Regions from separate parts of the Mus musculus genome. Here regions 2, 3, 4 and 5 are each linked to region 1. Evidence: chromatin contacts called from public HiChIP or PLAC-seq, Micro-C and promoter capture Hi-C data. All regions are on one chromosome and are shown on one strand. The core of a region is the stretch at or near the end of the contact, and the rest is flanking DNA. Distances in the headings are between cores, read along the strand shown.

Evidence for each region. Promoter capture Hi-C pulls out the DNA fragments that hold promoters and counts their contacts. HiChIP or PLAC-seq counts read pairs in DNA pulled down with a chosen protein or histone mark. A called contact is a pair of places that touch in the nucleus more often than the background predicts.
Region 2: a promoter capture Hi-C map of neural stem cells shows a contact between it and region 1. The contact joins the promoter of Dbndd1 here to the promoter of Spg7 in region 1. A contact is called at or near these places in 2 of 39 promoter capture datasets (liver and neural stem cells) and 1 of 115 datasets of contacts at active chromatin or transcription factors (bone marrow-derived macrophages).
Region 3: a contact with region 1 is called in a CTCF HiChIP or PLAC-seq map of the NIH/3T3 cell line, with 7 read pairs. The contact joins the promoter of Cbfa2t3 here to the promoter of Spg7 in region 1. A contact is called at or near these places in 1 of 39 promoter capture datasets (neural stem cells), 1 of 15 datasets of contacts at CTCF or cohesin (the NIH/3T3 cell line), 3 of 484 Hi-C or Micro-C datasets (the AML12 cell line and bone marrow-derived macrophages), 6 of 115 datasets of contacts at active chromatin or transcription factors (bone marrow-derived macrophages, embryonic forebrain, embryonic hindbrain and 3 more) and 3 of 9 other capture datasets (adipose tissue, liver and pancreatic islet).
Region 4: a promoter capture Hi-C map of the HPC-7 cell line shows a contact between it and region 1. The contact joins the promoter of Aprt here to the promoter of Spg7 in region 1. A contact is called at or near these places in 8 of 39 promoter capture datasets (the HPC-7 cell line, cranial neural crest, embryonic stem cells and 5 more), 11 of 115 datasets of contacts at active chromatin or transcription factors (the 230-238 cell line, astrocytes, embryonic forebrain and 5 more) and 2 of 9 other capture datasets (liver and pancreatic islet).
Region 5: a contact with region 1 is called in a Micro-C map of embryonic stem cells, with 3 times the contacts expected there. The contact joins the promoter of Tcf25 here to the promoter of Spg7 in region 1. A contact is called at or near these places in 1 of 39 promoter capture datasets (pre-B cells), 2 of 484 Hi-C or Micro-C datasets (both in embryonic stem cells), 1 of 115 datasets of contacts at active chromatin or transcription factors (pancreatic cancer cells) and 3 of 9 other capture datasets (adipose tissue, liver and pancreatic islet).

What each region holds. Positions count from the first base shown.
Region 1 is chr8:123,063,944-123,068,591 of GRCm38.p6, forward strand. Spg7 (SPG7, paraplegin matrix AAA peptidase subunit) reads left to right here and starts at 1,565. Exons shown (of 17, transcript NM_153176.5): 1 at 1,565-1,766; 2 at 2,530-2,632. The coding sequence starts at 1,584.
Region 2 is chr8:123,512,393-123,517,275 of GRCm38.p6, forward strand. Dbndd1 (dysbindin (dystrobrevin binding protein 1) domain containing 1) reads right to left here and starts at 3,063. Exons shown (of 4, transcript NM_028146.4): 1 at 2,841-3,063. The coding sequence starts at 2,973.
Region 3 is chr8:122,676,006-122,680,589 of GRCm38.p6, forward strand. Cbfa2t3 (CBFA2/RUNX1 translocation partner 3) reads right to left here and starts at 2,170. Exons shown (of 12, transcript NM_001109873.1): 1 at 1,857-2,170.
Region 4 is chr8:122,574,197-122,578,429 of GRCm38.p6, forward strand. It overlaps Aprt (adenine phosphoribosyl transferase), which reads right to left and starts at 2,711. Exons shown (of 5, transcript NM_009698.2): 1 at 2,557-2,711; 2 at 2,319-2,425; 3 at 1,206-1,339; 4 at 941-1,019; 5 at 441-831. The coding sequence starts at 2,636. The coding sequence ends at 689. It overlaps Galns (galactosamine (N-acetyl)-6-sulfate sulfatase), which reads right to left. Exons shown (of 14, transcript NM_016722.4): 14 at 4,041-4,233.
Region 5 is chr8:123,371,706-123,375,982 of GRCm38.p6, forward strand. It overlaps Tcf25 (transcription factor 25 (basic helix-loop-helix)), which reads left to right and starts at 2,006. Exons shown (of 18, transcript NM_001037878.4): 1 at 2,006-2,359. The coding sequence starts at 2,168.

The sequences.
Region 1 (4,648 bases), core at 315-2,814:
CGGTGTGTGCATGCCTTTGATCCAGCCCTGAGGGGGCAGGGGCAGGGAGATCTCTTGTGAGTTTGAGACTGGCTAGGACTACATAGTAAGATAATTTTTATTTATTTATTTACTTCAGAGAGTTTGCTTGACATGAAGCCAGGCACCAGTCAGCACCGAGAAGGCTTATTGTTTGAATTATTTAGTGTTAAGGGACTTGGAGAGTACAGAAAGACATGGAGTGGAAGGAAAGGCACCGAGACTGCTTTGGGGGCTTTCTGCAGTTAGACTACCAGGCACCAGCCTGGCATGGACTAGCAGGACTCAGAGCTTCAGTGGCCCTGCCCAGGCCTGGGATTGCAGCTGTCCATGGGTGGGACAGCAAGCTCTCCCTTCTGTCTCTGCACAAATGAACTGTCAAAGCCAAATGGTATGAAGCTCGGGATGACGGGTGCTCCTCAGGGGCAGTGAGTATAATTAAGGGGGCTCTTAATTTGGTCATAAACACAGTCCACAGGAACAAAGAATGCTAGTGGTTGCCTGATGCTAAGGGAGTTGGAGAAATGGGTAGTAGACCACTAATGGCTATAAGGGGGGGAGGGGTCTGGAAAGATGGCTCAGTGGTTAAGAGCACTGTCTGCTCTTCCAGAGGACACGGGTCCAATCACCACTTTAAATGTTTTATTTAATGTGCACTGGTGTTTTGCTTGCATGTATGTCTGTGGGAGGTTGTCGAATCCCCTGGAACTGGAGTTACAGATGGTCATGAGCTGCCATGTGGGTGCTGGGAATTGAACCTGGATCCTCTGGAAGAGCAGCCAGTGCTCTTAACAGCTGAGCCATCTCTCCAGCCCCTCCAGTTCCGACTTTAGGAGCCCCCCTCCCTCCCTCTCTAAGATTGAGGGCACCGTTTTCCTACTCTGTATGTAGCTGCTGCCCTGTGGTCTCACACACCACTGGCTCTAAGTTGATTCTGTAGCCAGCCAGGGGCATCCCCCGGATCTCTGATGTTCAGAAAAACTGGTTCATTCTTGTCAGGCCGGCACACAGGAGACGGAGCTTGAGTTTGAAGCCAGACTGTTGCACAGCGATACTGTATTTAAAAAAACAAATAACCAAAACCAAGAGGCAGGTGGATCTCCGAGTTCGAGGTCAGTCTGGTCTACAGCGAGAGGACAGCTAGCACCACACAGAGAAACAACAAAATAAATACGTACAGGAAGGACGGAAGTGGCCAACAGGAACCACCAAATCGCACCCCAAAGAAAGAGATAACGTGAAAAGCGAATCGTGTATCCACTTGCCAAGTACTGGAAACCGCAACTTGGACTGTTAATAAAACACAAGAGAGAAAAATACCGGGTAACCGTAGCCTGTCTCTACGTGAACCCGCAGGCTGCGGGCTGCTAGCTTTCGCGCTGCGCACCCTGCTGACTCTCGAGGTTTCGCAGCTAACCTTGCGGATACCAGACGGTTCGGACCGCGCAGGCGTCGCCAGGAGCGCGCGACCTTCAACCCCGCGCAAGCGCAAAGGGAGGCCGCCCTCAAAAACCTGACCGTTAGGGCGGCCGGAGCCGCACTGCGCAGGCGCCGCTTTCGGCACCATGGCGGCCGCCTTGCTGCTGCTTCGCGGGCTCCGCCCCGGCCCGGAGCCCCGGCCCCGACGGCTGTGGGGCCTGCTCTCAGGCAGGGGCCCAGGCCTCTCGTCCGGGGCTGGGGCCAGGCGGCCGTACGCGGCCCGCGGGACTCCGGTTGGCCCGGCTGCGGCTGGAGGCCACGCGCCTCAGGTAACCCGCTCGGAGCCCGGCGGCGGCGGGTGTGGCGGGTCGGTCCGCGCCGACCGGAAGTGCGCCTGCACCTCGCTCTTCCGCAGGAGGATGGCTGCTGTGGGCTCCCCGGGACGGGAGGCAGCATCTGCCTCGGGTGGTTCGTCTCTCCCTGGCGTGTGTGAGAGAGACGCCCTGTATCACTGTCCCTGGCGGCTTCAAACTGAGTCCTGGTCACCCGTGCCTTTCCGTCCTCTTCTTTCTGGTCTGGAGGCAGGCGTTCATGTGTACTCGGAGCAGCCCTTGGACTCCCGATCCTTTTGCCCACATAGGTGGTGCACACTTGCAATTTCAGTATTTGCTGGTAGGACGAGGCCAGGAAGATTGTGAATTGGAGACTCAAACTGGGCTGTGGGTGAAAGTTAATTGACTTTTGTTTCTTCGGTTTTTTTGTTTTGTTTTGTGGCTGAGTCCAGTGAAATTCATTGATGGAGTTGATTGACACTTTCCCTTGGCCCCTCCCCTTCTTGGGAGGCAGTTCTAGGATGGAAACCGAGGAGGGAGAGATTCTCAATACACAGTTGAAGATGACTTTGAACTTTTGATGCTCCTGCATCCCCTCCCAAGTGCTGGGATTACATGCATGCGCCACTGTACCCAGTTTTAAGGAGGTACTGGGGATCAAATCCATAGCTTTCTGCATGCTAGGCAAGGACTTTGATTAGGCCTGTGTTGTTGTGGTATATGGTCTTAGTGTTACCTCGGTCTTTTTCTCTTTTTACAGAGTTTGCTATTGCGAATACTGACCCCTAGCTTTGAAGGTATTAGCGGATTGTTACTGAAACAGCATATAGTTCCAAATGCAGTCAGACTGTGGCCGCTTTCAGGTGTGTATGCATTGCATGGTCCATTACTGAGGGACACAGGTTTTACTGTAGTCCTATAAGAGCATAGTGGAAGAGGACAAAACCAAACAAACCAGGTCTTACATGCCTGTAATCTCAGCACTAAAACAGGGGCTGCCAGTTGGAGGTCAGGCAGAACTAGCTAGTGAAACCCTGCTGGCCCCCTGCTCACCCCCACCCCCCACCCAAAAAAACAAAAGGTTTTATGTTGTCTGAGAGCACAGCACTTGCTGCAGTGAGCAGGGCTCGCTGTGATGTTCAGTAGAGTAGCCTAGGAGCAGAAGGCCATGCTGTGTGTGCAGCAGCATCCACCATCTCAGGCTGTGTGCATGCACTCTAGTCTAAGAGTGGAGGCTCCTTGGCAGGTGACAAGTGACATAGGAGAACGTCACTAGTTAGACACTGACCAGAAGACTAGGAACACCCAGCCACTAAGAGTACCTTTGATTCTTTTAAAAAACAAAACACCTGAACTTGTGACCCTCTTCAGTCCTGAGGTTACAGGTATGTACCACTCTGTCCAGTGTTATGTGAAGCTAGGGATTGAACTCAGGACTTTGGGCATGGTAAGCAAGTACTCTAACAACTAAGCTATATTTTCATTGTAACCTTTGGTTCTTTGTGCTGTGAGCTATGTTAGCCCTGTTATGGATAATCTGAAGTGAAATGTATAGCTAGGGGCTGTGAGCACTCCTTGATCATCCTGCCTGTCCCTTCCCAATGGGAGCACGTGAGACCCCACTCCTCACCTGGGGGTTGCAGACTGGTTTGTTTGGTTTTGTTTTCTTGAAACAAGGCATTAATTTGCAGTCCAGCCTGGCCTTGAACTTAGAATCCTCCTGTTCTCACCCTCCAGGTGCTGGGATTACAGGTATGTGCTACCAGGCCTAGACTTCTCTTTGCTCACTTTAAGTGTTTTATTTTGTTTCCCCGCCCCCCACCCCGTGTGTGTGTGTGTGTGTGTGTGTGTGTGTGTGTGTGTGTCAGAGAGAGACACAGAGACAGAGACAGACAGAGACACAGAGAGAGAGACAGAGAGAGAGAGAGACAGACAGACAGAAAGAGAGAGAGAGCGTGAGCACACAGAGTGCAGGGATACTCCCTGTGGGTTCTAGGAATTAAATTGAGGTCATGAAGCTTGGCAGAAAGTCCCTCTGCATCTTGAACCATGTTATTAGCCCTCATTTACAAAATCTAAGTGGTGTGGCCTAGTGAGATGGCTCAGCAGTTAAGAGCTACTTTTCCAGAGGAACCAGGTTTGGTTCCCAGAACCCATATGGCAGCTCACAACCATCTGTAATGCCTACTCCAGAGGATCCAACCCCTTTTTCTGGCCTTCACGAGTGCTGCACACACAGTATACAGCCGTACGTGCAAAACACCCACATATGAAAATCACTTTATCTTAAAAAATAAATAAAACATTAAGTTCCATTGTTGTTGCTGTTGTTCTTTCTGGATTGCTTTTTAAAACAAACAAGTTATTTAATTATTAGGAGACAGGGTTTCTCTGTGTAGCCCTGGCTGTTCTGGAACTCTGTAGACCAGGCTGTCCTCAAACTCAGGTCTTGCCTCTGCCCCCCAATGCTGGGATTAAAATTCTACAGACCCTCTGCTTTAGCTCAAAGGACATTCGGGTTTGTTGCCCAGTTGGAATGAGGAACAGTGGAATGCCTCGACCCTAACTTGAAGGGAACAGCCTGTGTTGGCAGTGGGCTCACCTGCTGAGTTTCATTTGAATTTCTTCCCCTGCTCTGTGACTGATGTAAATCGGACACATAATACACCTCTCCTGCCAGAACTTCAGTGTTGACTTCTAGCGGGAGGAAGGCAGTTTTGCTTCTGATTGTTTGTTTTTGAGTCAGGGTTTCTTATGTAGCCCTGGCTGCCCTAGAACTCACTCTGTAGACCAGGCTGGCCTTGAACTCACAGAGATCTGCCTGCCTCTGCCTTCCAAGTGCTGGGATTGAAGGCGTGTGATACCACACCTGACAAGCT
Region 2 (4,883 bases), core at 1,813-4,312, 450 kb after region 1:
CCTCTTGGCTGTTGTAGGAATAAGGAACAGATTCTCTAGCCCATCCCAGTTAAGCCAAGGCACCATGGTAGGCAGGCTAGGGCACACCAAAACAGGCAGACTGAGCTGAATGGGCTCAGGTGGGCAGTCACCCTGGACACGGTAGAGGGAAGTGGTGTCTGATGCCTGGAGAGGGCTCCACAGTGACCCTTGGCTCTGGTCCTATACAACCTCCATCAGAGGGCTGCTGCTGTTGCTGCTGCCCTAGGCTGTGGATGGAGATTAGGAGTGCCGACTTCCCGGCCTGCCAGGCTTCCTAAGTACTGACTGGTCACAGCAGCTTTGCTGATGCCCTAGTTCTAGCACATTTGTGACTTGGAAACTAGGCCTCAATCTCATGTTTCTTGCTGTGCTCCCAAGGCTGGGCCACTTTTTACACCACTGAACAAGGGAACAATTAATGACATGAATATGTAAACAGAGTGGCCACCAGCCGGGAGTGATGGTCACGGAGGTGATGGTCACCTGAGCCCATTTCCCCAGCATCTCTACCCCTGAATCTGTACCATCAGTGCAGTCTTTTAAGGATGCTGAGACCCCATGCCTACTCTCAGTGCAGGGCCACAGCCTCCTGTTTCTCTTCGACTCTGGGGACATCCTCCCTCCTTAGAGATGAGGAAGGGGCAGAGACTTGGTGCCCAAAGGCATCAGGTGGGCTTCTCAAGGAGGGCAGCAGCTTTTACACTCTCATGCACATGCCTCAGCTCCATGATCCCATGCTTTAAAGAAATTATTACCTGGGGAATGATGGGGCATGCCTTTAATTCCAGCGCTCAAGAGCTGAAAGCAGGCAGACCTCCGAACTCCAGGCCAGCCAGGGCTACCTAATGTCACCTTTCCCATCCCCTAAATTCTTTAGGTTTAAAAATTGTCTATTAGGCTTGGCATGATGGTACACACACCTTTAGACTAAGGAGGTGGGGGTTAAGCCTGGTCTACATAGCAAGATCCAGGGTAGCCAGGGCTACATAGACCCTGGCTTAATGATACATTATAAAGATTTTACTTTTGGGAGATCGTTTCTTCAGTGGCTACTGATGAATAACAGGTCTAGATTTAATGCGGAGTACTAGAGGAAGGCTGGCAAGGTCTGTATGAGCGAGCCCTGCTGCGGGCCTGGGAGATGGAACACAGAGCTCCATCCTCCTGGGCTCTGCCTTTTTTGTGTTTCACAGGCTCCAAAACAAAGTTACCATTACAGTCACCCTTAGGGAGCCCCACCAAGCACAGCCCACTAGCTCAGGATGCAGACAAGAAAACACGCTAAAGGCACCAAGAGAGAATTCCCTCTTAGCTTTTGCCTCCCGACATGCAGGCACGGTACCAGCTCATGATAGGTACTTGGGATTTGTTCACTGAATCGGGCGTCTGAGCCCCCCACCCCCAGCCAGTAATGCATACATCAGAGACAGCATACTCCATCTCTGCTTAAGCTTGTGGGCTTGTTCTTTCTTTCCTCAGAGAAAGAAAGAAAGAAAGAAAGAAAGAAAGAAAGAAAGAAAGAAAGAAAGAAAGACAGACCTCTGCCCTATACAAGGGGGCTGCCTGTATTGACAGCCATGCTAACGGAGGCTCAGGGGCACAGGCAAGTTTCCAACATCGCACAGCTCAAAAAATAACTCTGAGCTCTACAAGCCAAGTCCTTGCTCTCCAAACCATCTACCTTCTGGTACCCACGGAGCTGGTGCTGGGAAGACCCAGGGTCTGGGGACTGTCAATAGCAAGAACGCTGGTCTCCCATAAAAACAAAACAAAGCACAACCAATCCCACTGGCTGGAAAGTGTCTGGCGCTTAGGCAGATAAGGGTTTTCAAGCAGGACACTGCTCCCCGCCTGTAGACATAGGAGCCGCTTGGGGACAGCTCCCACGGGCAACCCTTTGGACTTCAGAAGAAGCCATCGTGTGGCTGGGTTGCAGGCGGAATGGCAAGCTGGCCAAATCCTCAGACACTTGGTGTTTCCTTGGGATGGGATCTTCAGGAAATCCTAGAGGTGTTGGGTATGGCTAAGCAAGTGATGGATTGTTCAGATTACATCCAAGTTCCCACAGCGATGGATCCCTGAAAAGCTTTCTGGAAAGCTGAGACGCAGGGTGGGTGATTTTTAAGAGTTTTCTCTCTATTATCAGCCACCCGCCTGTGGGCACGCTCCAAGGAGGGCAGACCCTGCGGTAAGATGTTAACCTCAAGGGTCTTCAGCTGCTGGGAGAGGCCGAGGAAGGAGCACACCATTCACACCTTCCCTTCCAAATATATGGCAGCTGGGCAGCTCGGAGGCCGCTGCCCTGCAGCACCAAGAGCTCGGGTGCATGCGCCATGACCTCACAAAAACCCCAGCTCAGTCGGGAGCCCCAGACCCCCTTCCGCCTCTTGTCATTCCTCCTGGTATCGCGGCTGGGGCGAACAAAGCCTACGCGTGAACAAGCGGGTAGCATCGCCCCTACGAATCCCCTCTCCAGATCCCTAACTCCGGCCCCTACACGCCCCTCCCCCGCTCCCAGGCTCGGCTGGCAGGGGGCTCAGGACGCAACCCCTGGTCACCTCCTTGGAGGGCAGTCCGCAAGCCTTCCGGAGCCCGGAGCTCGCATATCAGGGAAAGAGACGCAGTCTGTGTTTGCCGAGCCGGATACCCGCACGTTTCCAAGGATCTGGCCCGGCCCCCTCCTCCGCCCCTAGCTCTGAGTCGGACGGGCGGGCTCAGAAGGCATCAGCGGGTCTCCAGGCCCCGGGAGTAGCTGGCTAGTGGGCAGAGGGAGGGGCTGCGGTTTGTTGTTGGGTTCTGGGGGCCGGGGTCGGACTCACCTCCCGGACCAGCGCCCTCGGGAGACTCCATGCGGCCAATGGGGTCCGCGGGGGGTGTGGGCAGCGGCGGCGACAGCCCGGGTGCCCCAACTGCTCTGGTGACTACTGAGTCCGGGCTTCGGGCACAGCGCATCGGGGCAGCAGCTAAGGGGCCGCGGTGGCGGGGAGGAGCCCGCGGGGCGGGGCGCGCAGCTGCTTCTGGCGCCGCTCCCCTCCCCATCTCCAGCAGCCAGCAGCACAGGTGCAGCCCCGCCCTGCTCCTCGCGCGCCCCCTGCCGACCCGGCCAACAACAACCCCCCCCCATCCCACTCCCACCCCCCCACCCCCACCCCCACCCACCCTTCTGCAGGGACGTAGCCCTTTGCGGACCTCCGACTTCAGCTAGCTTCCCTGGCTCCTGCGCACTGAGCTGCGCGCTGGCTGCGGTCCATCTATCCATCACAACCTCGGGCTTTTGTGGGGCGCCAGCGACATGAGGAGCCTGGCAAAAGAGTTAGGAGAGGAGGTGCCACAAGAAGGGCCAAAGCAGCCCCAGAACCCTCAACTGATAAGCCTGGAATTGTGGACCTGATTAATGCTATTGAATCCATATTGAGAGTACAAGTCCGGGAGGAGTGGGGGGTGACCTGGTAAAAAGAAGGCCTTGGATGTATTGATAACCCACAGCTGGAGTCCCATCTCCAAACGCCAGTCCTGCATCAGACCTGCTTGCATGGCACAGTGTGCCATTTAATTTTACGTCGACTTAACACAGCTGAAGTTATCTGAGAGGCGGGAACCCCAATTAAGAAAACGCCTCCATAATGTTCCGCCGTAAGGCATTTTCTTAATTATTGATGTGGGAGGGCCAGGCCACTGTGGGTAGCGCTATTTCTGAGCTGGTAGTCCTGGGTTCTATAAGAAAGCAGGCTAAGGCCAGGCTAAGGCTAGGCCTTGGTACCACAGACCTTTAATTATCCCAGGGCTGAGGCAGAGAGGCAGAGGCAGGCGGCTCTTTGAAAACAGCTTGAGCAAGTCGTGAGGAGGAAGCCAGTAAGCAGCTCCTCCTCGGCCTGGGCGGCAGTTCTTGCCTCCAGCCTCCTGGCCTGCTTTCCCTTCTGGCCCTGACTGCTTTTGTCGACGAACAACGGTGTGGAAGTGTAAGCCGAGTATGTATTTCTCCCCAAGTTGTTTCGGTCGTGGTGTTTCCTCACAGAAATTGTAACCCTAACTAAGATACACAGTATCTCTTTACTCCTAGAGATCTAAAGATGCCCGGCACAGAGACCGACAGACAGCAACTTTCTCCAGGTTGCACAATTCAGGGTTAGAAGTCAGAAGGCCCAATCTAAAATCCATTTACACTTTTACAAAAAAACAAAAACAAAACAACAAAGGAAATTATCAGAGAAGATGAGTTATTCATAACTGAACAGGCTGAGGGGAATTTGAGTGGATGAAATAAGTTGGTACTGCCTTGGGCAGAATGGATGGCTAGGACAGTAGCCAAAAAGCTTCATTGAATCAAGTAGGGTCTGAGTCAAAGCTCTGGCTTTCTGCCCAGCTCTAGTGGACACAAGGTAGCCTGTGGCCTTTAAGCTTGAAGGCCGATTTCAGAAAGTTAAATAGTTCTTAGTTTACAAAACAAGGGAACATCCCCACCAGCTGGCTAAAGCCCTCTGAAACCCCACCAGGCCTGGCTGAGTCAGTGCTCGGTCCTTGGTCATTCCTTTCCTCCCTGGGACAAAACCAGGGTTATAAGGTTAGCTTAGGGGGAGGGGGAGGGCTGGAGAGATGGCTCAGCGGTTAAGAGCACTAAGTTCAAATCCCAGCAACCACATGGTGGCTCACAACCATCCCTAATGAGATCTGATGCCTTCTTCTGGGGTGTCTGAAGACAGCTACAGTGTACTTAAAATAAATAAATCTTAAAAAAAAAAAAAAGAAAAAGAGGGTTGGGCATAGGCCACTATTAGGTACCTGGGACATTAGCAGGCTGTGCTTTCCAAAATAGTAAAGCAGTTAAAATGTCAGGGAGCCAATCATGGTGCTACACACCTGTC
Region 3 (4,584 bases), core at 920-3,419, 390 kb before region 1:
TGGAGCGCAATCAGAGAGATTTCCTGGAGGTGGTAACTCAATTACATGGATAACCCGGTAACAGAGGAAGAGCCAGACAAGGACCTGAGAGCTGCTTGGACCACCCAGCAGCCCCAGAGCATCCTGCAAGGAACTGTCCAGGGGTGTCTTCCATATGCCAGCTCAGGCTTGGCACACAGCAAAAGATGGTGGTGTGCCAGGTACACATGGCCCTCCCTTTCTCCCCTCTCATCAAGATCACAGTACCTCCCGGGAGGGTGGATTCCGCCAGAAAATCAGTCCTAACGTGATATTCTCCCTCCCCGTGTCTGTCTAGCTCCCGGGCAGCACCGAGCACCACATCTGTTCCTTCTGTTCGCAGGGTTCCTCCTTTCTCTGCTTTTCCCTCTCAATGCACAAGAGTGGTTGTGCCCCCCCCCCAAAAAAAAAACAGTCCCAAATAGCGGCATTTTCTCAGCTTGGTGCTCTAACTGTGGGCTCCCAGTGCCAACTGGGGACAGCCACATCTTCTGACTTCCGCCCTTCAGTGGACCAAGGTGGGGTGACATCATGACCCCAGTGTAGCCCCCATCAGGATCCCTCCATGCACAAGACCAGAAATCTCTCACAGGGCTTTCCTACTTCTTCCCAGGCCAGGAGCCAAGTGCATTCTGGCCGGGTATGGCTGAACTCTCTCAGACCAGCCCCTGGGGTCTTAGGGAGATGAGAGAGTCCCAGTCTTGAGAAGTTTCTGAAACCTTCCAGCAACTTGCAAGGGCAATGCCAGGGCAAAGTGACCGCTCCCTTTGTCTTCTGCCAGCCCCATCCTCTGAGTGGCTGCCTGGGAACCTCCTGTTTCTGAGCGCCGGGAGGAAGCACACACCCAGCCAGACATAATGAAGCCACATCCTGGCCTCAGGATAGGAGGGACGGGTGTGACAGTTACTGGGATCAACCCTACAAACAGGAGCATGAGATCGTCTGTTATTTTGAGGAATTGGGCTCTGAAAGTCAGCTTTAGCTCACATGATCAGATAGTTCTATTCATGGAGCAGGGGGGTAGGTCCAGCCAGCACTGTGGTCAAGAAGCCCAAACACACCAAGTTCAGGGCCATGAGTTGAAAGGCAGCGGCTCAAAGCCAGGAGCTGCCAGCCTGGCTGCCTTCTGCTCCACCTTAGTCAGCCCGACTCCGGCTGAATTCCCAGCCATCTGTCCCTCCGCGGTGCTCACACCTCCTCACACCTCCTCCCCGCTGTTCCCACAGCCTGGCTCTGGGCCTGCCCTACACACAGATGGACCGTTCCCAAAGCCTGTGAGAAGGATCAGAGCCGGAGGCTGTGCCTGCACCTGGCTGTCAGGACCCCAGGGAGGGCGGTCAGGATCCCCTCCCGACCATCAGGAAGGATGCTCAGCTCCATGGCCCTAATGGCTGATCCAGGGACCAAAATAAGAGGGGGAAGGGCTAGAGAAAGCAGCAGACCCTCTCCTGCCAGCACTATCTCCCAGGAAGGTTGCCCTCCCGCTACTCCAGTCAGTCCCGAGCCCTGTCATTCAGGCTACCAGTCTTTGTCAGGAGACCCGGCACCCCAGGGGGCGCTTGTGGGTGGTGGTTGGGGAGCCCATACTCCCCCACCGACTCAGCTCCTACCTAAAGATGAACCACACACACTCTGGACAGGTCAAGCTGTCTGCTCACCTAGGGTGGCTGCAACTCAGTCAAATGAGTGGGCAGAGTTGGCTCCACCCTGCCGTGGGCACGAACTTTGTAAAGTGGAGGGGCTGGAGAGGGGGTGCAAAGCGAGGACCCCCGGGACGGCAGCAACCGGCAAAGTAGGGTGACAGCGGCGGTGTTGAACAGGGCAGGGGCGGCACTTACGGTCTGGAGCTCCAGGGGACCGTAGCTCTCTCGCAACCCGGCTCCCGAAGTGGCTTTTCCTTCTCACTGGGTCGCCACCTCCATAACTTGGGGGCGATCCGTACGCTGTCTTCTCGCGCTGCGCGGGGCTCAGGCGCGCGGCGGGGTCGGGGCGCGCGGGGCGACCGCCTGGGCCATGCCGAGTGCGTTCGGCCCCCAGCGCGGGAACAAAGCCCGCACGCTGCCCGGGTGGTTTCGGCCTCGGCGGCCGCCGGGTCCAGCCGCCGTGCTTTCGGCTCTGCTGCCGCGCGCTCGCCCGCGCGTCTCACCGAGTCCCGCGGCCCCCGCCCCGCGCGCTCCGCCCCCGCCTCCCGCGCCCCGCCGCCGCTGCGCCACCTGCCTCCAGCCCGACGCCCATCGCGCTCGCTCCGCCCCGGGGCGCCGGCCGCCGGAGAGAGGCCCGGTTCCGTGCGCCCGGCGCCGCCCAATGCCCAGAGCGGCTCCCGCCTCCACCGCCCGGGTGGCCGAGGGGCCCCGGGACGCGCCCGGCGGACTTGGCTATGGGGTCCGACTCAGGACGTAGGGACCTCAGGAGCGCCAGGCCGCGCGTGGGACCCCCGTACGGATGCAGGAGAGCGGGGCCGTGGAGTGGGAACGGGCCGAGGAGTCCCAGCGCGTAGCCAGTGCGTGCGGCGCGGGGCAACCCGGTGCGGGGCGGACTCCTAGCTGTGCGCCCCCGCCCCGCGCAGGCCGCGCCCCGGGAGGGCGGGCGAGCTGAGCGCACCGCACACACCCACCTCGGAGCAGTCGCAGCCCGACGGCGTCGCTGCTCCCGGAGCCGCGGTGTCTACTCCGGGACGGGGAGGCGGGCGCCCCTCCTTCGGCCGCCGCACCCCCCCTCACCCCCTTCGCAAGCCCTTCGGGGTACCCGGGCCACCTGCGCGTTCTGCCGGCAGGGGGCGCGCTCCACCCGCCGCGCTCGGCCTTGGTCCCCAAGGCGCCAGGCGACCTGCGGCAAGTGGGCTCAGGATCCCGCTCTCCCCACTGCCATCGGGGCCGGCGTTCGCATATGCTTTGCATTCGTTTGCATATCATTCATTTTAATGTCAACCTGAGGAAAAGCCCCCAGCCGCTGCTTCTGCTTGTCCGCGTCCTACTTTCTCTGCTTCCTCTGAGCCTGCTCCCCACCCACTTTACCCACTTTTCCTCGAGGCGCCTTGCGACAAGTCCCAGGCGTTCCTCCGGTTGGTACATTTGAGCAAACTCGCTGCACTTCCTTCCTTTCCCTTCCCAGTTTTTCACTCACTCACACTTTGCTTCTTTGAGACTAAGGAGAGACCCAGGGTCACCGCCTGCAGAGACAAGGGGCCAGAACTTCAGATCAGCGGGGGGGTGGGGGTGGGGGGGGCTTGATTTTCATCTCATTAGGCATACATCTGCATGTGAAGGATAAAAATCTAGCAATGTGCCAAAATTAAATAAATAAATAAGTAAAAATACCCTCCGTTTCTTTCCAGGCTTGCTGTAGTGGCTTGGTTTTCCCCAGTTGGGGTCCCTCTCAGGGGTTCACCTCTGCCTTCTTGAAAAAGCGTTCCTGCACGGTCCTCCTGGGGTGGGATCTGGGCTCCTTGGTTTCCCGGATCTCCCTCTGTGGAGGATGCTATCTAATCCTAGTCTGACACCTATAAAACTGTCCACATTTTCAGATCTCCCTGGCCACATGTATCAATCTTATAGAGGAGTGGAGGGTCCCGAGCCCATTTCACAGAGGAATGTGGATCTAGAAGAGTTGGCTATGTGGCTTGAGACCGCAAACTTTTTATCCCAGGCATATGGACACCAGCTGTGTGGCTGCTAGTGTGCTGTGTACACCGAGAAAGCAAAGGACAGTCCTCTTCAGAGATACTGTCGTGAAGAGTGGCCCCGGCAGAGTGGCCTCTCAGCAGACCTCGTAAGCCAGTCTCTGGGAGCTCAGCCTGAGGCAGGAGTGGGACCCTCAGCTTGAGCTGCAGGTTTACCCACCTCGTGCTGCTGGGTGGCATGTCTGTTTTGTGGTAAGTGGCCAGTGTGTGGCTTGAACTTAAGAAAGGTGCTCACAACCTCTGTTGGAGGTACAGAATTCAATGTGACAGGTAAACCTCTCAGCTAGGAAGCTCTCCCAAGAGAGAGCCATGGCTGCTGCACAGGGAGGAGATGGTGGGGGCCCTGAGGGCTGCTTTGTATGGAGTGGGCCGGCCCCACTGCAGCATAGTCACAACGAGTCCTGACAGCCGTTGTCCCTCCATTTTTCCACCAGCTGGAAAGACATTTCCAGAGCCCATTTGTTACCCACTTGGTCTCCCTGCTACTTTATGAAGAGCTGGTTCCCTGTGGAAATGTCCAGGTCACAGCTCTTCGACACTCTCATGTTACCTTATGGAAGCTCTCAACCCACACTGTGTATCCAGTCCATCTGCAAGACACACGCCTTCTCAGAACAACAAAGAGTCACCAAGCACCAGGGATCACGTGGACACCTTAGAGGCAGCAGCCGCTCAGGAAATCAGGTGCCGCCTGAAGCTCTTTATTGTCTATAGAGACCTGGGCTTGATTCAATTCAAAGGAGCCACTTTCTCTTGCTTATGGCAGTGTGGCTTTCCCCAGTGAAGTCAGCTCTCTACCTTTATCTGGTCCCTGCTTCCCACGAGGCTGTGAGAGGGGCTGTGCCTGCCCGAGCTGACAGTACAGAGCTCACAGTACAGAGCTGACA
Region 4 (4,233 bases), core at 1,461-3,960, 490 kb before region 1:
ATAGCTTTTTTGAGATAGTGACTGTGAACTGGGTGTTGCGGTGCGTACTTTTGATCCCAGCACTCAAGAAGCAGAGGCAGTGGACCTCTTAAGTTTGAGGCCAGCCTGGGCTACAAATCAAGTCCAGAATAGCCAGGGCTGGTTATATTAAGAAACCCCATCTCGACAAACAACAGAAAAAAATATAGTGGCTGTGGGTCACTGCTTTCATCCTCGTCCATCCTAATGGAATAACAGCCTAGAACAGTGAAGCAATAAACCTGTTTATGTAGTCAGCTGCCTCAGAGACTGACAGAGATAACATCTGCTTCCCTAGTAGGGGTTGTGGCTTCAATACAAAGCTGAGCCTATGGGTTCCCACCTGAGCCCCCTTGTCCCTGTAGTGTCACTCTGGAGGCCCTGGAATGTGACCCATGCAACAAACTGAGGAGAAGCAGCATGCATATCAAAACGGTTTATTGATCTCCAGTAGCACAGCTCTGCTATGCTCCAGGGTGTGTGGCACGTGTACAAAGTACAAGGATCCAGGGGTCCACAGGCACGGCGGATCAGCTGACCAAAGGAATGAGTGATAACACTCACAAAAGGGCGGCCGGTAGCTCACAAAGGTCACTTAGGCGCCTGGGCTGAGCCACCAAGCAGTTCCTGGTGCTGCTGGGAGCAGGGGTGTGACCATCTAGCCAGCTCCTCAGTCATACTGGAGGAGAGAGAAGAATGGTATAGGTCCTAGCCTCTCCCTGCCCTTCAGCGAGGTCAGCTCCACCAGGCTCACACACTCCACCACTTCAGCCCGGAGCTGGTGCAGCAGGTCACAGGCCGCAAACATGGTTCCTGGGGGGAAGGGACAGAGAAAGAGGAGGTGTTCAAGCTCTTTGCTTAGTCAGCACCCAGGACAGGGTCTGGCCCTTTGAAGTCTGTTTGTCTTGGGTTGGTTCTTTACCTCCTGTGGCCAGGAGGTCATCCACAATGACCACTCTCTGCCCGGGTTCCAAGGCATCTTTCTGGATTTCCAGCTCAGCCTGCAGACAGGAAGTAGTGTAAGACAGAGTCTAGGCGCGAACAAGTGGCCACCTCCCTAGCCTCGAGCGTTTCTGGGTGGTGTAAACCTGACCCAATGTCTCAACCTCTCTGAGCACCCACATTTACTCCTAGACACTGGTAGCCGTGATAAGACCCTGCCCTTCCTCTACACACAGCTCGCTTACCTTCCCATACTCCAGAGAATAGGAGGCTGACACAGTGGGGCCCGGCAGCTTCCCCTGTTTCCGGATGAGCACACAGCCCACGCCCAGCTCCTGAGCTAGGGAAGGGCCAAACAGGAAGCCCCTGGAGTCTAGACCTGTTAGGGTAAGGAGGGAAGGTTGTGGGATGGAGCTGAGGGGCATGGGAATCTAGAGGCCAAGTATGGGCGAGGTCAACACTTGCTAGGAACACTAGGTCTTGCTGACTACGGCTAGAAGAACGTTGATGGCTACTGGGTAGCCATCAACTCATCATCTCAGCCTTGGGGATCCTACCTGCCTTCTGAACAGCTCAGGGCCACCTATGGTGGCTCTTGCCACCTTTCAAATGCAGCATCTAGCTGTCGTGGGAAGGATACATACATGCCCTAATTTCTGGAGCATGGCCAGGGGTACCAATAGGAAGTGAAGTGGGCAAAAGTCTGTGGTCCCTGAGCACTTACCAGGGCCACTCTGTTCTCTGGGGTGCCCACCCTCCCTCTGGACACTCCTGGTGGACATTCAGCTGTCCTAGGGTGTTTCTGAAGCTCAGGCATGGAGCCAGGTAGACAGCAGTTGTTTAACACAAGCTTGTGTGAGGGAACAAGAGAAAGATGCCCCGGTGTAGTCCTGGGGAGAAACAGCCCCTGAAGCTACCAGGCTTGAGGTCTGCCCAGGCACGCCACGCCCAACCAAGGTTACCTAATTTTTAGTATCTAGTTCATCCCAGAGGCTACCCCTAAGCAAGGATGTCCGTCATCTGGAGGTTCCAGGGTCTCCCAGCCTGCTGTCAGGATGCTGGCCAGCTTTGTGCCCTAAAAGAGGGAGGCCTGGTTCTGGACACAAGGACAGAGCAGAGTTCGTCTCTAGGAACAAGCACCGAGGGCAGATGCCTTAGGGTACCTAGCAGGGAAGGGAGACTCCTACATAGTTCATCCAGGGTGAACAAGCGTCCAAGGCAGTGAGGAACCAAGGAGGAAGTGTCAGAGGTTGAAGAAAGAATGGATGGGTGTGGGGCAGACTGTGGGTGACACGAGGGGGAAAGGGGATAGGGGCTAGGACCGTGGGGGACGAGCACGGCCTAGCAAGGCCACTCGCCTGCGATGTAGTCGATCTTGCCGCTGTGCGTGGACTTCAGGTGACTGGCCAAGAGGCGGATGGAAGCTCGGAAGGAGTCCGGGTCTTTCAAGAGGGGCGAGATATCCCTGGGAACAAGGACAGGAGAGTGACCCGCGTGTGGCCGGGCAGAGGCCCCGCAAGATCCCCGAGGCTGCCTACGCGCCTGCGCCGGGGGATGAGCGTACAGCGCCAACGCCTCGCCGGCTCGTGACCGCACCTGAACAGCACGCCCGGGATTGGGAAGTCGGGGAAGCTGCGGATGCGCCGCGCCACCAGTTTCAACTCAGGTTCCGACATGGCCGCGTGCGTGTAGGAGGCAGGGAGGAGGTAGGTATCAGCACGCTAAACTCACGTCAATCCCGGGGGGAACAAGGGCGGAGCGTCCTCGATGGGCGGGGCTTCTGGGTGCGGGTTGGTCTAGCACGAGGGGCGGGACAGGCTGAGAGGCGGGGCCTCTGCGAGGTGTGTGTGGGGCCTGAGTCAGGGGTTAGATTTCTTGAGCTGCCTAAACACAAGCATCCCTACCTCAAAGATATATGGGTGGAAAGGGGATGTGCGATGTCCATCCTTTTTTGGTTTTGCCCCACACACGCTTTTTCAGTCCTGCTTTTCCAGGGGCTAGTCTTCTGGACCTGGGGGAGCAGGGACGGGTCTTGCCCAGGTCCGCTGGAGTGGTTTGGCCTTGCGTTCCTTCCCTCGCGCATAGTACAAGGGGCCTGAGATTCAGCCCCTGCTTTCCTGGAATTAGCCCGGAAGGGAGCTGATGGATAGTCTTAGGTCCAGAGGTGGGAGTGCACTGTGTGTGGGCTAGAGCGCAGGGGAAAGCAGGGTAGCAGGGCGGGTAAGGAATGCCTTCTCTGAGACCACAGACACTCCTGTGCATTGCAACAGAATGTGCCCTCCTCGTTTTGGGGTGGGGACCAGAAGGTCCTGATAGCCAGAGACAGAACTGGGGTTCTACCTTCCCAGCACAGTACCTGGGTCTATAGGTAGTGGTGTGGAAGACTGTCCTCTGAGTATAATGGCCATTATCATCTTCAGTGCAGTTGCAATTACTCAAAAGATATCCTCCAAATTGGCCCATGCTCCATCAAAGGAGAGGGTGTGGGGAGGGTCCAATGGATTCTAAACATTCCTTCTTGGACCTTCCTGTGAGCCCGTGAGCTGCATTCTTCCATTTGATGTGGTCTCTGGAGGCACTAGAATACACACACACACACACACACACACACACACACACTCACATGGAGGAAGGTTAACTAAAGGGAAGCTCCGTTATGAATCTATTAGGAACTTGTCATCTATGCTGGGCCGAGACTTTTCCGTTTGGTTGATGCAGCTGCTCTGGGGGTCATTCATGTTCTTGTAGGCAGTGAACTCATTGGACACGATGGTTACTTTAGGCTCTCACTGGAATCGTATCTGGGGCATCTGTTTCTGAATCCCCAGGGAAAGCTCATGCAACAGGTACGTGGAGATCTAACACACAGTCTCCCATCATAATCTCGATTTTAAAGACCAGGATATGCCGGGCGGTGGTGGCGCACGCCTTTAATCCCAGCACTTGGGAGGCAGAGGCAGGTGGATCTCTGAGTTCAAGGCCAGCCTGGTCTACAAAGTAAGTTCCAGGACAGCCAGGACTACACAGAGAAACCCTGCCTTGAAAAAAATAAAAACAAACAAACAAACAAAAGACCAGGATAGGTGGTCTCATGATGGCGCACGCCTTTAATCCCAGCACTCCCAAGAGAGGCAGGCAGATCTCTGAGTTCAAGGCCAGCCTGTCCTACAGAGTGAGTTCTAGGAGAGCCAGCACCTCACTGAGAAACCCTGTCTCAAACCAACCCAAAAATAGACTTGGGGCTACCAGAGCTAACCCCCTCCTGTTCCTTTA
Region 5 (4,277 bases), core at 756-3,255, 310 kb after region 1:
AGCCCTGGCTGTAGACCAGGCTGGCCTCGAACTCAGAAATCCATCTGCCTCTGCCTCCCAAGTGCTGGGATTAAAGGCGTGCGCCACCACTGCCCAGCCTGGCCACAGCTCTTGATCACGGATGGCACAGAAGCCAGCCTGGTCCTGAACAGTCAGGGCGGCAGCATTGAGCCTGATGCGGAAGAAGCTGCAACTTTAACAGTGCGCAGGGAAGAGGGTTGGGGGGATGGGCACCTTGGGACAGCAGCTGTGAACCATCAACTTTGAAGTACCTAAAGATACTTCATAGTGTGGGCAGAGGGCTCAGCATCCAACCCAGGGACGAACCAAGACTCCTGGGGGAGGCAGGGTGGAGTGGAGCACACGGACAGTGGGACAGGGGGCTCACACAAGAGCAGGAACTAAGGGATTGCTGCCCTGCCTGCCTTCTCTGTCCTTGCCAACCGCCTACATTGTTTGGACTTTGGGAGTCACATGAATGCAAAACCGGGTTCTCTCTGGGAAACTTAGCTCATTAAGGCGTCTTCACCTGTAAAAGGAGATCTATCTCCCAAAATGAAGCTGGAATTTAAGATAAGTGACTGATTGCTTCTCAGCCTTTTGGCTAAGATCAAGTAAGAGCAGTGACTGGCCTAGCCCTCTCCTGCTCTCAAGCTGGGGAAAGGTCCAACCCAACCCCAGCTCATTTTACTTTGGAGGTACTCAATCCTGACTCGTCTAGGAAAGTTTTCCAAAAGTATAAAAATTGGGGCGTAGACATGAAGTAGCTCTGTAATTCCAGCCCTTCAGAACAGGATTTCCATAGCTTCACGGGTAGCCAGCGTTACAGGGCAAGATCTTGGTTTGGGTGGTGTACTGGCTAGTTTTGTGTCAACTTGACACAGGCTGGAGTTATCACAGTGAAAGGAGTCAATTGAGGAAATGCCTCCATGAGATCCAGCTGTAAGGCATTTTCTCAATTAGTGACTAAGGGGTGAGGGCCCATTGTGGGTGGTGCCATACCTGGGCTTGGGTTCTATAAGAAAACAAGCTGAGCAAGCCTCCATGGCCTCTGCATCAGCTCCTGCTTCCTGGCCTGCTTAGTCCCAGTCCTGACTTCCTTTCGTGATGAACAGCAGTGTGTATGTAGTGTAAGCTGAATAAACCCTTTCCACCCCAACTTGCTTCTTGGTCATGATATTTTGTCCAGGAATAGAAACCCTAAGACAGGTGGTGTTTTTGTTTTGTTTTAAAAAAAGGTCGGTTGTTGTTGCACACACTTTTGGTCACAACACCTGGGAGGCAGAGGCCAGCATGGTCTGCAAAGCGAGTCCCAGGACAGTCAAGGGTACACAGAGAAACTCTGTCTCAAAAAACAAAAACAAAAAGAACATGGAAAAAGAAAAGATCTGTGCCGAGGATCCCTATGTCCTTATTGTGAAAATCTTCCTGAATTAGAATACACATAGGTAGGGCTGCCGTGACTTCACACCACGGATCCACACCTAGGCAGCTCTCCCCTCACCCAATACCCCTGTAACATGACCACCCCTGTTGCGTTCGCGACAATAAAAAGCAAGCCCTAACACCTAACTCGGCTCGGTGCACGTTGTGGAGAGGAGTTACCCAGTCTGAAAGAAGTTAGGTTGGTTCTATTAAGGTGAAAACTGTCCCTTTGCAGTCTAGTAACAACGTGGAGGTGGGGGACATCGGACAAGTCGCATGGGTAGGCTAGCAGAGAGGGGTTGGGGACTGGGTCCCTCGCTCCTGTCATAGCAGAGGTCTTTGCACACGGGCCTTGCGGCGTGCGCACCTGCTCTCACGGCCTCCTCGCCTGCCCCACCCCTGCCCGCTCGCCCCCAGGCTCGCCCCCGGGAATCGCGTTCGTGCGGAGCAGCGCTCTGAGCCTGCGCGTTGCTGCCCGCCGCACAGCCGGCTTTCTGAAAGCCAGCCATCTCCAAAGCCGAAGCACCGCACCACGGCCGCCGCTAGGGCCCGACTCTCGCGAGAGCTCCCTGGGCCACCCTTGCACCTTCCCCGACTCCACGGGGAATTGGGAGGAAGTTCCGGAGAGCCGCGGCGCGCAAACGCGACACGCCAATCTTGCGCCAGCGCGCCGCAAGTGCGCAGGCGCCGCCACACTGCTGCTCTTCCTCGTCCCTCTGCCCACATCAGGCTGTCGGGTCCTATGTCGCGCCGGGCCCTCCGGAGACTGAGGGGGGAACAGCGCGGCCAGGAACCCCTAGGGCCCGACGCCTTGAAGTTTGTCCTCCTTGATGACGATGACGCAGAGGAAGAGGGACCAAAACCGGGGCTGGGTGGCCGGCGCCCCGGGGGTGCAGGGAAGGAAGGAGTCCGTGTCAACAACCGGTTTGAGCTGGTGAGGAGCTGGGCAACCTGAGGGGGGGGAAATGGTGGGGGCATGACGTCATGCGAAGGGGCACAAAGTTGGGTCTGGACTGCAGTCGAGTGGGCGGAGAGAAGGGACTGCGCCGCATCGGGGAAGGCGGGTCTTCAGCCGCAGGGTGGGTGGGGTGAGGAAGCCGTGTTCCCCGTCCGAGATCGAGTGGAAGGTGGAAGAAAATGCCGAGCGAAGGGGCTGCTAAAGGCTAACGGGGGTGCCGACAAGGGGCTGAGTGACAGGACTTTGCTGCAGCATAGGGCGTGTCTCGCGGCTGTGTCCAGAGACGTGACGTGACGCAGGGCAGGACGGGGCAGTGACGTCAGAGTGGGCGGGGCGTGACATCCGAGACAGCTAAGGGGGAGGGGCACTGTGGATGGCGAGTGGGAGGTGGGGTTCAGTTGGGTCTAGGCTTCACTGAAGGAGTAGGGTTGTTCTGTCCGGGGCAATGGGATGGTAGGGTAGGCTTGGTTTCATTTCTGCGACTTGAGGGAGGTCTCTCTTCTGCAAACATTTCGGCTTATTCATCACAGTACTTCTGTGTGTCCCAGCTACTTGTACCTATCGTATCGTATTCCTCGCAGCAGAAAATTGGGTAGCAGTCCTGAGCCCCGTGTTTTTCCTTACGACAGACTGACCTGGGTCTGCAGTTTCATATGTGTATAAATTATGATTCTGACTTCATGTGTGGGCAGATAATATGTCTTTTCCTCGTATCTCCAACTTCCACATATGGTAAGGTGTCAGTGGCCATTTTCGAGTGAGTAAAAAGATGTAATGTGTCTGAGACTCTCAGTCTTGCAGTGAATTGTCTCAGCTAGCTGGGACACACGGAAGTACTGGGTCTTCCTCAAGTCGCAGATATGAAACCATGTCTATCCTACTGTTGCAGCACCCAAGACAGCACTACCCCCAGTTGTCCCCAGCTTTTTATCAGTTAGCAGGTTTAAAAGTTCCTAGCAAAGATATTGATTGGTGTGAGAAATGTCACAGACATTTTGGAAGTTTGGTTCAGAGATTGTTTATTTCTCCCATAAGGAAAGGAAGGGATCTGTCCTGTAGTCTGTGGCGATGGTGAAATATGTCTTCCCTTGGTACAGAGAACTCGCCTGCCTCCTCTGACTTTGAGCCTGAGAGCAACCCCCATTCCTACTGTTTCTTCTCCCTTCACTAGTACTTTTCTTAGATTTACTTTTGCTTATCATCATTTCTTTTTCAAGACAGGGTTTCTCTATGTAGTCTTGGCTGTCCTTGAACTCACTCTGTAGACTACTTAGAGATGCTGTGTCTCAGACTCGGAAATTCGCGCACTTCTGCCTCCTGAGTGCTGGGATCAAAGGCATGTACCACCACCACCCAGCTATGTTTACTTTTAAACGTACACAAAAATTAGGAAAATACAAATAACCCGTATGCGCCCATGGCCCAGTTTCTGTCAGTCTACATGCCTTTAATATAATTTTAATCCCATTTCTCTTAAGAGGTGATTGCAAAACAGAGCCTAGATATCCCATCATTCACCCATCTGTAGCCTTCCTTGTACTGGGATTCCTCCCTTGACGGCAGCTGGGGTTCACTCTCAGACCTTAGGGATCTGAGACCATTGGTTCTTAAAGATTTTACAGCTCTCCTGAACTTGTCCTGCACTTCGCTTTCCCTGGTTCTTTACGGCTTTCACCTTTAGCCTTGGCTCCCTGTCCTCTGCTTTTGCCTCCCTCTGTCCCATCCCTGACACTCTCTCAAACTGGTCAGTGGCCTCCTTTTCATATGTCACGAAGTTGGCAATCTTGCCACCTTTGGGGCCCAGGCTACTGACTGCTCAGCTGCTTTGAATTACACTGCTGAGGTAGGCAAGCGGGGCGGGAGGCTGGTGATACAACCCAGTGGTGAAGGGCCC